Regions from separate parts of the Macaca mulatta genome. Here region 2 is linked to region 1. A link is a contact called in public Hi-C data. All regions are on one chromosome and are shown on one strand. Each heading gives the region's core, a stretch centred on a gene start, on an enhancer-like site or on the middle of the called end of the contact. The rest is flanking DNA. Distances are from core to core; before and after follow the strand shown.

Region 1 (2,700 bases), core at 192-2,691:
TGAAAGAATGTGACAACTGTCATCTTTGATGTCACTTCCTAGTTGCCTTCAGGAGTCTGAGGACTGGAGAAATGGAGCTGGTACTGTTAAATAAAAGCTTAGATCTCAGAGTTTATAGGGAAAAGGCCTGTGAGTTGTTTGCGTGCCTGTTATGATAGCTCATGCATCCTGCTGTCTCTGCTTCTCCTCACCCCCGTCTGTGTGCCTGTGTGGTTTGCATGGTCTGGCATGGAGCACGCTGGGAGGGTTGGCGCTGGCTTGGGCAGGGCTGGCTACCTTGCAGCTGGCTATTAACCTGCAGCGAATTCGCCCTGCCAGGCAGTCAGGCAGGCAGGCAGGAGGCCCACCCTGGCAGAGGACTCAGTGTAAGACTGTTCTTTCTCAATTTTCCCCCCCAGACACACCATCCTGAGAAGCCACTTTTTCCTACCACAGGAAGCCCAAGAGAACACTATAGCTAGCAGTCTGACAGCCAAACTGAACCCTGGCCTTTTGTATCCTGCCAGGTTTGAAAAGCTGGACATCACCCCTAAAAGTGCCCAGAAGATCAAGCCGGTGCTTGAGCGGTGGATGGCTGAGGCTGAGGCCCGCCATCGAGCAGGTATGCAGAACCTGACCGAGTTTATCGGGAGTGAACCATCCAAAAAGCGCAAGCGGCGCACCTCCTTCACACCCCAGGCCCTTGAGATCCTCAATGCCCACTTTGAGAAGAACACACACCCCTCTGGGCAGGAAATGACCGAAATTGCTGAGAAGCTGAACTATGACCGAGAAGTAGTTAGAGTTTGGTTCTGCAATAAGAGGCAAGCCCTGAAGAACACAATTAAACGCTTAAAACAGCACGAGCCGGCCACGGCAGTCCCTTTGGAGCCCTTAACAGACTCTCTGGAAGAAAACTCCTAAAGAGATGCCCACCCATAATCAGAAGCAAAATTCACAGAAACTAAACTCCACGCTTGGGACTCCACGACAATAACAATGACTTTTAATTTAATTTAAAAATAGCCCCGGCCATCATCACCCTTGTAAGTAAAAGACTAAGAAAACTACCAAGTGGACAGAATGGTTTCTACATGTCTGTTGGTTTTCCAAATAGGAAACAAGAAATTTTTTTGAAAATTTTTAAACAAGGAATACACCACACTGAAGGTGTATATGGTAGGATAGTTCCCTTCCCCCACCCGTCTCCCCCAAACCCAGTTTTTTAATGGACTTAAAGCAAACCAAATAACCACGTACTTTTTTCTGTATATTATGAAAATGTGAACACATTTTAAGGAAAAAGAAAAAAAAAAAACCTAAACCAAAAACCAACAACGAAGAAACAAAAACTTTGATCTGTTCAAAGCGAATACAAGCCTGCCACCTGGAGGAAGGACTGCACCCCTTCAGGTACTAAGTGCTGATTCACTATGAAACCTATTAACCAAAGTCAGAAACATGGCATTGCAACGCGATCGTTCGTCTACGCTTCTCTGCGCGTAAAGTTGTGTTACGAATTTTTACATTTGTACTAACAGAACAATAGGAAACCTGATTTCTCCCATCTTTCCCATCTATTGTCTCCACCCACGGGGTGGGTACCATTGTTGAAGCCATTCTGTGAGGCTCACTTTTGGGTTTTACTTGGGTGGGGGGTGGGGAGGGTGGTCTTTTTTCTTTTTCTTTCTTTTTGACGGGAGGGCATCCTGCATCGTGTGCCAAAGCATTTGTTGCTTTTTTCTCACTATGACTTGTGGGTTTGAGAAAAGAAAATGGAGCTCGCATTTCTCTCTTTTCCTCCATTTCTCCATCTCCCTCGCGCGTGGCTCCCGGGGTCTGCTGGAAAGCCACGGAAGTGGGGAGGAACAGTGTCTTTTCCACTCAGATCCTAGTGAAATGCAGGAGAGACTCCAAAATAACTAGGGCTTTGCTCGATGAACTGTCAACACTGGCATAAGCTGTAATTGTGCTCACTGTCCACACCAGAGCTTGGGATTTTTCTCAGTCTGTTGGCCACGTACATGGAGAGCTGACCAAAACTAATTTTGTAATATAAACATAAGCTGCACATTTGGTTCAATACTTACATCTATGTTATGCTTCTGTGCAAAGCAATTTCTCTCAGAAGTCTGATAGCCAAAGAAATGTCTCAAGATTTCAGTCAAATACACACATGGCATGCACACACCCATGAACATACACACAAAGACACAGGCTAAAAAGAAAGTGATAGCAACTGGATCATTAAAGGCCATCGTGTATCCTGTTAATCTCATCTTTTCTGCTACTTCTTTCATTCCAATATTGATGGCAGACTTTTTCAGGGGGGAATAATTATTCTTCAGGATATATAAATGGAGCAGAAAGGTGGCGGGCAAATTTAAACAACTGGAATTGGGGGCTAGGTTCTTCAGGGGAAAGGAAGTTTGAAGAAATTTTCACCAAAAGAAAAAAATATAGAAGGGGCTTATCTAACACATTAGAATACCCTTCAATATGAGAACTAGAGGATTATTTCCTTTAAAAAAATAACTTAAAAGATCTGTGGGCTGCAATAACCTGATAAGCAAGAAGGACATGTTAGGATGTGAGGATGGCTGTGCAGGTGAGCACCTGGCACCTGCCACTGGTGTTTTCACCCAGGTACAGGCAGACGGTGTTCCATTAAAGGAGCAGGCAAAAGAGAGCCGTCAATTTGCTTGCTGTTGAAATGTAAAT
Region 2 (2,700 bases), core at 147-2,646, 530 kb before region 1:
ATGCCTTTCATTCCTGTTGAGTTAATTTTTTAATATGGTATAAGATTAAAGTCCATGTTCAGTATGTTACCTATTTGGAAAATGCAGAACAAAGGTCTTTATCTCTTATCTAGTACAACAAAATACAATACAAGTAGAGTTAAATGAAATTTTTAACATTAAAAAATTAAATGCAATATGGTACAGGTAAATGCAATTAATTAGTCTTACTATGGAGAAGGACTTCCTAATTATATATGCACATAAAAAAGAGATAGGATAGATTTGATAAAAAGTAAAAATTATGTGCATTCAAAACTCTTTTTAAAAAATCCCACAGATCTACCAGAAAGTGTTAATCTTTAAAAAGATCGCTCACAAGTTAGTAGGAAACCATTCCAAAGGAAAGGGGGAAAATTCACAAAAGATAACTTGAAATTGCCATATAAACCTATGGGAAAAAAAATGTAACATTTTGTATTCACAGAAATGTAAAATTAAAATAACAATAAAATTGTTATATTTTGCTTGACATATAGGAAACTGATTTTTATCATGTGAACACCCAACACCAGAGTGAATTCAGGGAAACCCTCTTGGATATGGCTGAGGACTAAATATTGTGTAGACTTAGTTTATACTCCCAGTAGAGAAGATCAGTGGCGGAACTGCATTTTAGGTGAGAAAACAAGATAGTTAAGAGTTTGCAAATACCAGCAAGGAGCAGGGCAGTAGCTAAGAACAATGTCAGGGCACACGCGGCTGGCTGGACGTGCCTCACAGTCAGGAGTCTCAAAGCAGAGAACTGCTAGCTCCTTTTCATAAAACAAATCTATTCTATAATTTATTTATCTCAAACATGTGTGAGTTAGTCGTAGACTCATGTCTCGGATTATAATGATATGAATACCTGTCCATATGAAAAATGTCAGTGGTACTTTAAAAAAGGGATCATTCTTTGATCATGGGATGAGATTACAGGTGTGGGTTTTTGTTGTTGCTGTTACCTCCGCCAGTACAGGCAATTCTCTTTGTAAAGTGCCTTGCACAGCATTGGATTTAATTAGATGCTAAAATACGCTTTTTAGTGATGAAGAGAAAATTAATTATTCTACTTACAAAAATACACGTCTTTTTGACTAGAATATATACGCAAAGGTTTCAGGAAACTTGTATATGGCAATTTCTGCATTGTGTACCAGCTGCTTTAGGACTAAAATGTAGTATCTCATGTCTTTTGAAGTCAATTTTAAGATCAGTGGAACAATTTTGTATCATCTCAAAATAAAAATCAAAAACTCTTCTGTTCAGAAACTAAAAATGACATTAAAACAACAGTAGAATTACAGCTATGCCAGTCCTCTAACCACTGATTTTCCTGTTTCCATGACGTAACTGTGATTCTGGCCCATTTGTTTTGTATTTAAGACTTGGCATTGGCATCTTCCTGCCTCCCTAAATAGGCATGCCTGTGAGTATAACAAATGTGACTCTTTAGGATTTATATAGCTCTAATTTGTCTACCCATGCTCATTTACATTGTCTTTACAGAAGCCTATCGGACCAGGCTCAGTTTCTGTGACAGGTATTTCAAGAAAAATTATGCAAACAAAATACATTGGCCCAAGAGCCTGTGTTTCTTCTCCATCCAAGGCTGATTTCTCACAGAGTTGGGAATTGTGTGAGATGGAAGGGACTTTCTGAGGACAGAGAGCCTTTTGGGAAACACGTATGTAAGGTCACCTCTTTTGTTGTTGTTGTTGCTTCCATAATGTTTTACTCAGTAGAGTTATCTGAATGCAGTACTTGCAAACTCAAATACCCAAAGGGGTCAGGCAGTGGACACAAGTGAGTGGTGTGTCTGGAGTCAGTCACAGTGAGAACTGGAGAGCGCTGGCCTCACTGGAAGGAGCAGTTGGTGATCAGCTCTCGTCCTCAGATGCTACCCCTGCTGGAATGCAGACCCCGTGTGGTCACACAGTCAGTGTTCTTATGAGAAATGTTCCTTTATTCAGACGTGAACAACTACAAAAGTAAACAACAGAAACAAAAATTGTGGGTCAGAGTATGTCATTAAGATGTAGCTGGTGACTTTCCAATGTGTGACCCTTGCTTAATGTCATGTCAGGGTCCCTTAGCCTGAAAAGAACACAGCAGTCTGCTTAACTGTTTTCGAGAAACAATAGTACTTGATTCCTAGAGTTTTGTTCTAGGCTTTGTAGCTGTGGGGAGTCTGTGTGTGCAGTTTAGTCTCCTCAGTAAAATGGGGTTATTAATACCTTCCTCCCAAATTTTTGTGAGACCTCATTTAATCCATAATGTACAGATCCGACCTGTTATTTCTCTCCTCTCTTGGTGAGTACCTTAGTCACTTAGCTTCTGCCTCACTAATTGACTATATGTTCTCATTCTCTTCACTCACTGTGGTCATTCTAATCCTCTACCTTTCCTCTTGCTGTACCCCTAGTCTAGAATGTTCACCCCACCTATTTTACCCATTCTAAATATCCAATGAGATAGAATTCACTTCCCTTTTTGCATAAAATCTCCTTGCCATATTCCATCCCATGCTGATTTCTATAAGCTTATTTCATTAATTTTCCTTTTGTAATTTCAGTTCCAGGGACAAAGTAGCATTTATTATAGCATTCATTCAATGAATAAAGCTTTTAAACTCAAAACTAGACCATCTACCAACCTGACTATCTCAGAGTAACTCTT

What was found. A called contact is a pair of places that touch in the nucleus more often than the background predicts.
Region 2: a Hi-C map of fetal cortical plate shows a contact between it and region 1, with 2.1 times the contacts expected there. The contact joins two enhancer-like sites. A contact is called at or near these places in 3 of 14 Hi-C or Micro-C datasets (fetal cortex germinal zone, fetal cortical plate and liver).

Annotation. Positions count from the first base shown.
Region 1 is chr3:88,905,607-88,908,306 of T2T-MMU8v2.0, reverse strand. POU6F2 (POU class 6 homeobox 2) reads left to right here. Exons shown (of 3, transcript XM_028845856.2): 3 at 399-1,310. The coding sequence ends at 903. The region is part of intron 2 of LOC114676932 (a long non-coding RNA gene); the gene reads right to left. Among named protein-coding and RNA genes, the nearest start is that of POU6F2, 12 kb to the left of the region's middle. Within about 2 kb of position 1,441, at least 5 of the 40 cell types and tissues checked have an H3K27ac peak or open chromatin away from gene starts, as enhancers often do. A contact at or near this core is called in fetal cortical plate, where this site is marked.
Region 2 is chr3:89,437,082-89,439,781 of T2T-MMU8v2.0, reverse strand. No RefSeq gene overlaps it. Among named protein-coding and RNA genes, the nearest start is that of VPS41, 29 kb to the left of the region's middle. Within about 2 kb of position 1,396, at least 6 of the 40 cell types and tissues checked have an H3K27ac peak or open chromatin away from gene starts, as enhancers often do. A contact at or near this core is called in fetal cortical plate, where this site is marked.